Regions from separate parts of the Mus musculus genome. Here regions 1, 2 and 3 are each linked to region 4. The links are chromatin contacts, called in public HiChIP or PLAC-seq, Micro-C and capture Hi-C maps. All regions are on one chromosome and are shown on one strand. The core of a region is the stretch at or near the end of the contact, and the rest is flanking DNA. Distances in the headings are between cores, read along the strand shown. Region 1 has its middle 50 kb from the start of Gm14642. Region 2 has its middle 53 kb from the start of 1700021F07Rik. Region 3 holds the start of Rae1 (ribonucleic acid export 1). Region 4 overlaps Pmepa1 (prostate transmembrane protein, androgen induced 1).

The links. Hi-C and Micro-C count contacts between places; a contact is called where the count stands out from the background. HiChIP or PLAC-seq counts read pairs in DNA pulled down with a chosen protein or histone mark. Capture Hi-C pulls out chosen DNA fragments and counts their contacts.
Region 1: a capture Hi-C map of embryonic stem cells shows a contact between it and region 4, with 6 times the contacts expected there. The contact joins two enhancer-like sites. A contact is called at or near these places in 2 of 39 promoter capture datasets (HPC-7-derived erythroid cells and liver), 6 of 15 datasets of contacts at CTCF or cohesin (CD8 T cells, the NIH/3T3 cell line, embryonic stem cells and 2 more), 135 of 484 Hi-C or Micro-C datasets (3T3-L1-derived adipocytes, the 63-12 cell line, B cells and 74 more), 40 of 115 datasets of contacts at active chromatin or transcription factors (the 230-238 cell line, CD4 T cells, CD4 single positive thymocytes and 29 more) and 4 of 9 other capture datasets (adipose tissue, embryonic stem cells, liver and 1 more).
Region 2: a contact with region 4 is called in a Micro-C map of B cells, with 3 times the contacts expected there. The contact joins two enhancer-like sites. A contact is called at or near these places in 1 of 39 promoter capture datasets (liver), 6 of 15 datasets of contacts at CTCF or cohesin (CD8 T cells, the NIH/3T3 cell line, embryonic stem cells and 2 more), 120 of 484 Hi-C or Micro-C datasets (the 63-12 cell line, B cells, the C2C12 cell line and 66 more), 36 of 115 datasets of contacts at active chromatin or transcription factors (the 230-238 cell line, CD4 T cells, CD4 single positive thymocytes and 27 more) and 4 of 9 other capture datasets (adipose tissue, embryonic stem cells, liver and 1 more).
Region 3: a contact with region 4 is called in an HNF4G HiChIP or PLAC-seq map of pancreatic cancer cells. The contact joins the promoter of Rae1 here to the enhancer-like site in region 4. A contact is called at or near these places in 1 of 39 promoter capture datasets (pre-B cells), 3 of 484 Hi-C or Micro-C datasets (B cells, CD4 T cells and natural killer cells), 1 of 115 datasets of contacts at active chromatin or transcription factors (pancreatic cancer cells) and 2 of 9 other capture datasets (adipose tissue and liver).

Annotation. Positions count from the first base shown.
Region 1 is chr2:173,443,206-173,445,905 of GRCm38.p6, forward strand. No RefSeq gene overlaps it. Among named protein-coding and RNA genes, the nearest start is that of Gm14642, 50 kb to the left of the region's middle. Within about 2 kb of position 1,351, at least 9 of the 459 cell types and tissues checked have an H3K27ac peak or open chromatin away from gene starts, as enhancers often do. A contact at or near this core is called in CD4 single positive thymocytes, Th1 cells, Th2 cells and 1 more, where this site is marked.
Region 2 is chr2:173,468,615-173,471,341 of GRCm38.p6, forward strand. No RefSeq gene overlaps it. Among named protein-coding and RNA genes, the nearest start is that of 1700021F07Rik, 53 kb to the right of the region's middle. Within about 2 kb of position 1,342, at least 62 of the 459 cell types and tissues checked have an H3K27ac peak or open chromatin away from gene starts, as enhancers often do. A contact at or near this core is called in B cells, CD4 single positive thymocytes, CD8 T cells and 8 more, where this site is marked.
Region 3 is chr2:172,998,632-173,001,371 of GRCm38.p6, forward strand. It overlaps Rae1 (ribonucleic acid export 1), which reads left to right and starts at 1,486. Exons shown (of 12, transcript NM_175112.5): 1 at 1,486-1,745.
Region 4 is chr2:173,228,655-173,231,354 of GRCm38.p6, forward strand. All of the region lies in intron 2 of Pmepa1 (prostate transmembrane protein, androgen induced 1), which reads right to left. Among named protein-coding and RNA genes, the nearest start is that of Zbp1, 11 kb to the left of the region's middle. Within about 2 kb of position 1,402, at least 91 of the 459 cell types and tissues checked have an H3K27ac peak or open chromatin away from gene starts, as enhancers often do. A contact at or near this core is called in B cells, CD4 single positive thymocytes, CD8 T cells and 9 more, where this site is marked.

The DNA of each region.
Region 1 (2,700 bases), core at 101-2,600, 210 kb after region 4:
GCCTCTTCAGCACTGGGATGCAAGCTCACACCGTGGAGTTGGGTAAGACTTACTGACTCAACCACCTCCTCACCCTCCTCTCTCCCATCTTAGAGGTGAAGTGACAGATCTGACCACTGAGTGAGGAGGCAGCCTCCAAAGTCACTCTAGTGGCTCAGATTTCCTTCCAGGTGGAGACAACGGTGACCACTGAGCCACGCAAGTCGAGACCCTGGAGATGGGGCCTCAGGCTGCAGAGCCTTCAGACTGACTCTGGGCAGGTTTATTATCCTTGGCAGGCGATAATTAACAGTGCTCCTAAATCAACAGCGCTGGACGAAGCCTGGCCTCGGCTGCTATCGGAGAAGATTATTGCTGTCTATGAATATTTCATAAGTCTCTCCTGCCAGCCCTCCATGCCCACTCCGTGGTCATAAATGCCATCCTGCAACCCAAATCTAAACTCAGCCGTGTCTCAAGTGGGCGGGAGAGCTTCTAGATCACTCTGGGACTCACACGGAAGGAGGGAGGGAGAGGGGAGGAAGCGATAGATAGGTAGGTAGATAGATAGATAGATAGATAGATAGATAGATAGATAGATAGATAGATAGATAACGCATTCTCTCTAAAAAGCCACACCAAAGCAGAGTGGATTAAGTGGGTCCCCCTCCCCCATGTCAATGTCTGCAAAGCTTCAGGATTTGAGCATGTGAGCCTACATGGAAATAAAGGTTTTTGGACAGTGCCCGCTACAGGGAGGTCACACTGAGGTCTGTGGATTCTAGCTCACTAATGTCTTTTAAGAAGCGGTATCACCCAGGAAGAGGAGGGAAAGCCAGAAGTGCCACAGGGCAAGGGACACCTGAGCCATCAAAGCTGGAGGAGATTGGAGGTGCCTCTTCTCCAGAGGCTCTGCGGGAGCCTGGCTCCACCCACCCTTAACTTGGGACCTTAGGCATAAGGATGGGAAAAGAACGGTTTCCTTTGTTTTGAGCCACTTGGTTCTAGCTGCTTGTGGCTGAAGCCCAGGGGTTTTCTGCACAAAAGCAAAATTTCTGGAGGCTGGAGAGGTTCATTGTCCTTCATGCAGTCTCTCCCCAGCCACCCGCACCTCCTCAGCCTCCTCTGCCTCAGGGTTTCATCTCTCAGTTTGCTTTTTGTTGTTGTAACAAACACCACGATCAAAAGCAACTTGGCATGAAAGGGTTTATTTTATCTTACAGCTTACAGCTCATCATGAAGACAAGGCAGGGACTCAAGGCAGGAACCTGGAGGCAGAAGCTGACACGGAGAGGCCATGGAGGAACGCTTGCTCCCCATGGCTTGCTCAGTTTGCTTTCTTGTAGAACTCAGCACCACCTGCCTAAGAATGGCTCCGCCCACAGTGGGCCGGACCCGCGCACGTCAATCATAAAAGGAGATACAGCCATGCCAGACACGCCCACAGGTCATTTGATGGAGGCAGGTTCTCAAATGAGGTTCTCTTCCTCTCAGCGCCAGAGTGGAGCAAGGAACTGGAGAGCTGGGGTAATTTACACACACAAAAATGCCTCAATCTTCTGCAAGGCAAGGTCTCACTAGGGTCACAATGAGCCCAGTGAAGAGGGCACAGACCCCCACAGAGAGGCAGTTTTGGACACAGAACTGTGGCTTGAGATCTCCCAGCACCCAAGTCGTTGTTGCCCAGGTTACACCAGAACCACTCAGGACCCAGACTCAGGCCTGACCTCAGCCAAGGCTTCCTGTCCCCTTGACCTTGGGATCCAGCCCTTCACACTAGAGGGGCCCTCACCTGTGATGGAGGGGACACCAGATCTCACACGTGGACAGTGGATGCTGAGGAGTGAGCCTCTCCGACACAGCCTAGATTTGAGGAGACCCGGAAGGACTGTCACATGGTTTTGAAAAAAATAGGTTCTTTCTGGAGAATTGTGTGTGTGTGTGTGTGTGTGTGTGTGTGTGTGTGTGTGTGTCTCATTAATAAAAGAATTTAAGAAGTGACTCAAAAGGAAAGTTAAGGGCAACTTTATTAGCTTTTAAAGGAAAAAACCTCAAAGCAAGCAAGGTGTATGTAAATCTGGGCAGCCCAGAGGGGCGAGACTGAAAAGAGAAAGAGGGAAAGCTGTATGTTTGAATTAAGCATGAAAGCCAGCCATGTGGCAAACAGGCAGTTGCAAAATGGTGAAGCCCTAAGTGTTGGCATTTAGTCTAGGCTCTGCCCCACAGTTACCTGGCAACAGCCAGCTGTGCCTGACTCACTATAAAAGGGGCTGCTTGCCCCCTCTGCTCTCCCTTGCCCTCTTGCTCTTGCTCTGTCCTCTCGCCCCCTCGCCCTCTCTCCGTTCCCCTCCCCACTCTCACTCCATGCTCATGGCTGGCCTCTATTCCTCTACTCTCTCTGTCTTCTCTATCTCTCTCTGTCTCTCTCTGTCTCTCTCTGTCTCTCTCTGTCTCTCTCTATCTCTCTCTGTCTCTCTGCCTTTCTCTCAACTCCCCTCCCCATGCCCTGAATAAACTCTGTTCTACACTATACCATCATGTGGCTGGTCCCTCAGGAGGAAGGGCTGCCTCAGGATGGGTCCCTTGGAGGCACCCCTCCCCCCACACCTGACCGCACCTCCACCAAACATATTCCCTCTCCCCTTATCTTTTTATAAAACACAACACTAAGTGTTGGGAAAGCAGGCTCAGAAAAGAGAAAGGACGAAGGAAGGAGGAATC
Region 2 (2,727 bases), core at 92-2,591, 240 kb after region 4:
CTTGCCTGGTGATCTGTTAAATGAGGGACAAATCAAAAAATCAAATGCATTTTGTACTGTGGTAAATGTTGTGGTCCCCCAGCCTCTGCTTGGGGGGCTCACTGCCATCCTGACACAGACACAAAGGTGCCAGACAACGTGGAAATCAAAGTCTTGCACTGCATTCTTGGGAGAAATGAGTTTTGAAAGCAGGCCACTGCCCCAAACCAGCAGGGCAGAGGCAGGTCAAGCAGGGAACCTTGGCAGCATGGAGACCACTGGAGCCAGAAGTCCAGGGATAGCAGCATGGGGGTTTTGATCATTGCCAAAGACTGCATGGAATAGTCTAGAATTTCTGATGGGGGCTTCAGTGTAATCTAAGAGAGACCCCACAACCTCCTGACTTTCATCTCAAGGAGCCCTCAGACCCTCTGAGTAATGGGGAACAGAAAGAGTACATATGAAATATTTCCAGAACTTTCTCTACGACAGAGTCCCTCCTGCATGCACATGGCCAGAGGCTCATCTTGCTGCAGGAAGGGTACATTCTTACATCAGCTCCTATCTACCACCCTGTCCTACCTAAGGACAGGGACAGCCCATGCTCCCCGGGAGTCTACAGAGCACCCCACTCCAATCTCCCCACATGCAGCATGTTTGTGGGGTCACAGAGGAGCCTGGAGGAGACAGCATTCAACACAGATTCTCTGAGAAGGTTTGGGAGGAGTTTGAGGTCAAGAATAAAGGGAGAAAAAGAACCTGGTTTGTTAATCCCACTGGTCGAGAATAAGACCACTACCACCATTTTTGAGCCAAATTTGGAACAAGTTTTATTTTATTGGGGCACACCAGAAAACTGACCAGGGACTGTCCCCTAAGTCGGGTTCAAGAGATATGCTAGGTCTATTTCTCAGCATGAGAAGTATGAGAAGTCGCAAAGCAGTTTAACAGACGTTACAGTAGGGCAGTTGAGAAATACAGAAAAATCTCAGAAAAACAAAAACCTCAAAAAAAACCCCAAAAACCAACCAACCAACAAAACCAGCCATCTTCATGTGGCCCCAGATTAGGGGGGGGGGTCAGGATGTTCTCAAAAACAAGTCAATGTCATGGGTTTGGGCAGGTCAGGTTCCAGGAAACAGAAACTTAAAACCCCAGCTCTTAGAGTAAAGTTACTTTTAACAAATCAACAGAATGGCTTCTGCCTTCAAAATAGAGTCAGGCAGGCTCCTCGTGGCTTGACTAAGAACATCCTCGTAGTCTCAGACATTTGACTGCTTGGTCCCCTGTTAACAGAGCTGTTTGGAGGTTTAGGAGATGTGGGCTTGTGGGAGGAAGTGTGCCACTGGGGGCGGGCTTTGAGGTTTCTGAACCGTGCATCATTCACCGTCCACTCCTGTCACCTGCTTGAGGGCTGAGGTGTGAGCTCAGCTGTGCCTGCACCGCGTCTTCCTTCCACCATCACACACTTCCACCTTTGAAACTGCAAGCCTGAGTCACACTTTCTTCAGTAAGTTGACTTGGCTGTGGTGTTTTGCCACACAATAGGACACTAGCTAGTTCTGAAGTTGGCATCTGAGAATGGCCTATTGCTGTGCCAGACCTGGCCATGTGTTTTGGGGGAATGTGGAAGAGTTTGGGCCTTTGAGCTTAAACAAAACAAAACAAAAACAATGCTTAAACACTGTAATCGGAGGACGATTGTTCTTCTTCACGGGCTCTTGGAAGACAATAGGGCCATATCACTTTAAATGTGAGTGGTCTAATTATATCAGCTAAAAACAAACTGCCGAAACAGAAAAGAAATGGGAGCCAATTGTGTAACAAAGTGTATATTAGGAGTACACCTTAAAAAGGAGGTCAGAAGGATACACATTGGTAAGGAAGAAGTCAAGATATCACTATTTGCAGATGATATGATAGTATGCATAAACAACCCCCAAAATTCCACCAGAGAGCTCCTATAGCTGATAAACAACTTCAGCAAAGTGACTGGATATAAATTTAACCCAAACAAATCAGTAGCCTTCCTCTACTGAAAGGATAAACAGGTTGCAAAAGAAGTTAGGGTAACAACACCCTTCACTATAATCACAAATAATATAAAATACCTTGGTGTGACTCTAACCATGCAAGTGAAAGAGTTGTATGACAAGAACTTCAAGTCTCTAAGGAAAGAAATTGAAGAAGACTTCAGAAGATGGAAATATCTCCCATGCTTATGGATTAACATAGTAAAAATGGCCATCTTACCAAAAGCAATCTACAGATTCAATGAAATCCACAACAAAAATTTCAATTCAATTCTTCACAGAGATAGAAAGAACAATTCTTAAACTCATCTGGAATAACAAAAAACTATTCTCAACAATTAAAGAACTTCTGAGGGAATCGCTATCCCTGATCTTAAGCTATACTACAGAGCAATAGTGATAAAAACTGCATGGTACAGAGACAGGCGGGTAGGGGTAGATCAATTGAATAGAATTGAAGACCCAAAAATAAACCCACACACACCTATGGCCACTTGATCTTTGACAAAGAAGCCAAAACTACCCATTGGAGAAAAGACAGCATATTCAACAAATGTTGCTGGTTCACTGGTGGTGGGCATGTAGAAGAATGCAAACTGACCCATTCTTATCTCCTTGTACAAAGCTCAAGTTCAAGTGGATCAAGGACCTCCACATAAAGCCAGATACACTGAAACTAATAGGAGAGAAAGTGGGAAAGAACCTTGAACTCATT
Region 3 (2,740 bases), core at 236-2,735, 230 kb before region 4:
AAGGGTGTGCTGTGCTGGCTAGTTAATGAATTCTTTAGACAGGGATCACAAGGCTGGGGAGACAGAGGAATCAGTCTGGGCGGGTCCTGGGAAGGTCATAGTAACAATGCCCTGTGAAACCAACCTAAAGGAGCCCTCTACTCTGGACCCAACTCTTCCCCTGAGCCCCAACAGGAATAAACACGACGACGACAAACCAAACACTATGTACGCTAACTAAACCTTGTTATTTGACTTCTCAGGGGATGGGAGTAAGTAGATGATCACCAAGTGTCCTAGACAGGCCTGTTTCCTCTGTGTTGTACTGAGGTCCCTTAAGACAGGTAACCAGCGGCCAGTTTTTATTCCATTGTTCTGTAACCCTGTTCCTGCCTTACATTTTTAAAAATTGTTTTGGAGACAGAACATTTCTGTGTAGTTCTGATTGGCCTAGAACTCACAGAGACGCCCCCCCCCACCCCCTGCCTCTACCTCCTGCGTGCAGGGATTGGAAGGCCTGCCAAGTTGCCCAACAAGGAAACTAATTTTGTAGGGACCAATCACATTTTGTTCTTCCTCACTGACACTTGTCCTTTCTCTCTCTCTAAAACCGCTTTCCCTGATTGGTTCATTGGAACCCCCATTCTGGAATCTAGCTAACTATGTTGTCATTTTATCTGACACCTTAAACACTCTATGTGGAATGTTTCATAGAGCAGGACTTTTGTGTTTCAAACAGGCTTAATACTGACCTATTAGTACATGGGGCTCAGTAATTAAGTGTACTTGTTGCTCTTGAAGAGAGCCATGGTTCGGTTCCCAGTACCCACATGATGGTTCGACTATCTGTAACTCCTGTTCCAGGGGCTCCTACACAGTTTTCATGCCTCCCCAAGCATGTGGTGCATATACATACACACAGGGACAACATCCATGCACGGAAATAAATCTTAAACATCTCAGGGAGTAGGAACCATTCCCCTTATCATACCGCTCGGGATGTTCCAAGTAGGCAGCCTCTCAGAGGACAGTGCTAGATCTGAGCTGGGGAACTCTTTTTTTGTTTGTTTGTTTGTTTGTTTTTTGTTTTTACATGTATATGAGTATGTTGCCTGAAGAAGTTTAAGCACCACTGCGTGCAATGACCACAGAGACCAGAAGAGGGCGTCAGTTCTCCAAGAACTGGTGTTGGTTCTCTTGGACCTGTGAGCCGTCCAGTAGGTGTTGGGAATAGAATCTGGGTCTTCCCCAAGAAGCCACTGCTCTTGGCCGCTGAGCCATCTCTTCGGCTCCACGATCATCTTTAGACGTTTAAACAACAATCAATATAACGATACACACGCGAAAACAACGCCCTCTCTCAACTAGTTGCCTGGCAACTGCGCTGGCCGACTTTCCACAAACGCACAACTGCTGGCATAAACACTTCCTCTCGCCCTCAGCAGGGCTTCTGCGCATGTGCGCCCGCCTTGAGAGGGGCGGGACGCCGTGCTCTGACGCTTTCCGGGCAGTCCCGGAAGTGGCTCGTGGCGCGTGCGCGGTGCTTCTGTGGTAACGGGGCAGTTTCCACCGGCTTGAGGCGGACGACTCGGCGGTCTGGGGTCTCCCGGCTGCGCCCCCTCTGCCCCGCGCCAGAGCAGGTCCGTGGCTTCGGGCCCCGCCGCGTGCGTGTTCCTCAGGCGGCCGCCGCGCTCCCTCCGGGAAGCCCGGGCCCGCGTGAGGAGACCGAGCCCCTCTCTGCAGCCGGACCCCGTGCGCTCCGCTAGGTAGGCCGGGCCTCTCCGCGTGCGCACACCGCCCAGGCCACGGGGGTGAGGGGACGGTGGGGGACCGCGGCGTGCGCGGATGGGAGGGGCACGGCCGAGCCGGCGGGCGTGGTCGGACGCTTGGGAGCAGCCCGAGCTAACCCAGTCAGCCAGGAGAAAGGCCCCTGAGAGCTACGGGAGCTGGAGAGATGGCTGCGCTGCCTGCCAGAGGTCCGACCGCCTCTTCACCCCCGCTGCAGGGCACCCGGTACGCCCTTGCTCTTCTCACGTGCGCATGGTGATCTGAAACTAAGTCCTCAAGTAAATTGCACGGGAGAGGAGCGTGCGGATCCCAGCACACACTGGGGGTCGTTTCGTTTCCTAACTCCAGGATGGAGGAGTTAGTTTTTCCGGTGAAAATCAAGACTAACTCACGCTCCGGAGAAACATAGCCCTGGCTGCGTGTCTGTGCATCCCTCTCCCTGTACAGACAGGCTTGTAGTCCTCAGCCCCGAGAGTTGTCTCCCGAGCCGTCTTCTGAGACGTGAATGTGCACCTTATGGTGGCTCTGACACATCGTGGCTGTCTCGAAGGCAGCAGGAGTCAAATGCGCTCCCACAGTTCCTTGCAGTTTCCCTTTCCTTGTTATTTTAAGGAAGCGACCCTCATTAGGCTGTGGATTGCTCGGGCCTTAGCCTCGCTTTTGGAGAGGTGGCTGACTTGGTGGAAGTCTGGGTTTTAAGAATTTGCTTTTTAGTAACAGCTTGAAATGTGGCAAAAGCATATGGGAGTCTGGAGTCACAGTGCACAGATGGTTTCCTTGGCAACGACACAGTTGTCAATTACATTCAGTGTTAGACCGTGCAAATCCTTTTCTTTAAATGGGCTCTTTTGTAGACCAGGCTGTCCTCAGATTTCTGTACAGTCAGGGATGGCCTGCTCCTCCTGACCCTGCCTCCCAAGTGCAGAGATCACCTGTGCCAGCTCACCTGACTAACCCTAAACTTTCTCTGCCT
Region 4 (2,700 bases), core at 152-2,651:
GCAGTGGACAGGGCTGGTGACAGGAGACGCCACCTATCCTAGATTTGAACTTGTCGTCCTGGAGTGAAGTCTTGGGCGCATGCATTTCTCATCCTCCAACCTTACCCCATCTGCATGCATGGTCAGAGGCAAGGCCACACTGTTGCTGCTGGCTCCTCCCTCGGCTCCTGTTGCTGTCTTGTCTGTAGGCTTTCCAAGGCACGTATCTGATCTGTGGGGCACCCCCCTCCCAAAGCCTGCAGACAGCTTACCTGGGCATTAGAGCTGAGTTACTTGGCTTTAAGGAAGCCCAGTATGGCCGGCCTGCCTGCCTGCCTGCCTGCCTCCCGTCTCTACCACGACTGCTTGCTCCCGGCATGATCGTGCCCAAAATGCTGAACATTGACCTCACAGGTTCAGCAACTGAACATGTAGACACATATGCTTGGCTGGAGAAGTTAGTGAATTTAATGTTGAATGTCACAATCTAGATGACCCTCGGGGGACATCAGAAAGAAACAGGTACCACATACCCCCCCCCCCACACACACACACAGAAGCCAGGTCTGACGTGTCTCAGCATGTTAAGCCTGTGTGCCTCAGGCCTTTGGACTGGACACTCCTTGGTGGGACCGGTTCTTTGTTGATGTTCAGTGTATGGGTCCCTACAGACTCTATAATTTAGAGTTTCTCACATCTTTATTATCAATAAACAGATATGGAATCATTTGTGTGATGGCTGTCACTCATGAGGCTCCCGTCCTCAGCAGTGGGAGTCCCAGGAAGGGCGCAAACTCTCCCAGGAGAGGGAGTGTCCTTGCTAGGGTCAGTAGCTCTGAGCTGTCCTGAATGGTTCTAGTGTAACTGCCAGCCTGCGGAAAAGCCGCCTTAATTTTGGCTTTATTCCGTTGTACCTACAGAAATAAAACTCTCAAACACTTGGAGCCTACAATGTGGTCAAGTAAACATCCCATCACCACAATCCAGATGAGAATACATCTTCCTACCACTCTGAACTACAGCGGGCTGCCACCTCTGTGAGTTCAGACAAGTTCCTCCCCAAGCTGCAGAGAACTGCAGTTCACGCAGTGGCCACTAGGCGGTGCTGGGGCTTGCACTTGCAGGTGGAGATTCTCTCTCTGATACAGTGAATGGCCCTGGCTGCCCTAAAAACATACGATCCAGACACACAGGTGTCTCCTGGTGTCTGCATCCCACCGACTGGAGCCTCCCTCCCCCAGATCTCCTCCCATACACAGCCACTCAGTCTACCTTGCTTGGGCACCTCTGCCTGTTGTACGGTGAAGACCTAAGCTGCCCTCTATCCCGGCCTTGCAGACATGTCAGTCAAGTATACACTAAGGAAGGCGTGGCTTCCGCAGGAGGAGCTGGTGGGGTCCACAAGGAGGCGCCAAGAGGCCTCATATGCTGCACCAGAGGGGCCTGCCTCTGCTCTGGCTTGCCCCTTCCCACAGGGCCTACTCCTTCCTACCCACATCCTCTCCCAAATCTGCTATCCACCCATTGCTAGCCCAGCAAACCTCACAGCTCTCCTACTTCCTTCAGTGATGAACTGTGTGACCTGGAAGTGTAAGCTGAAATAACCCCTTCCTCAAACAAACTGCCTTTGGCCACCAGGTTTTATCACAGCCACAGACGAGCAACGGAGAACGCCAGCCCTTTTCCTTCCTACACACGGCCTCATTTCTGCTCATGATACCCTGTCTACATGGCTCACTCTGTCTGCAAAGCTGCAATATCCCCTGTGCCTAGAGTCTAGTGTGGGTCACAGCATATGCTTAAGTTACAGCAATCGATTATCACATAACTGTCTCCTGATGTTCCCTAACCCTGGGACTTCAGGCAGCCGCTGAGGGGAGGCGAAAGGCAGGGTCCAACCCCATAGCCAATGCTGCCAGCCCTAGTCAGCAGTGAGGACAGCCCCTCCCGTCCTTCTAGAACTGTGTTGCTTGCCCTACGATGGCTTTGGGGCTCCTTCTTGCTCCTTCCACACTGTCTGGGGTGCTGCTGGCTCCTGTTATGTGATCCTCTTCTCCATTAGGATGCCTGAGTTCCACTCGACTTCTCCACGGCCTCTCCCTCTGGACCTCCCCCACAGCAGGAGTCTGCCAGCCATTTCTACAAAGGGTCAGAATAAAAGTTTTTGTATACATGAACTATCAAAGAATAACTAAAAACATTATACTGGGTGGGAGGAGTTTTTGTTAAATCCTAATAGCTCATAAACACTAACAGGCATGGTTGTGTGCCAATAAAACTTTATTTATAAACCCAGGCACACAGCCCTTGGGTCAGGCCACTCTGTTGAGGCCTGATGACGCCCTCCTGGCTGCAATTCTAGACTGAGAGCTACTACCTGCTTGGAAAGTCCCTTTGGTCAGCTTCCAGACACGGCTCTGACTGTCCCCTCAACTCCACAGTGACAATCATTCCCTTCCTGTGGACAAGCGGTCACCATCAAATTCTGTAGAGCAAACATCTGGCAGGTGGAGAGCTGAGGCCCTCCCTGCCCCAGGGTGAGAAAGGTCTGGACCCCTCTGAAGCTGGATGCACGCTTGAGCTTCTGCTCTGGCTGACCCCTGCATCTGGTTTTACTGTAGATTTTTGCCTTTGGCCTCAGAACGAGGACTCGCGGCAGGCAGTGCTTCCACGGGGAGCAGGAGACTTAGGCCAAGGGTTGATCAGAATATAAAGCATGGA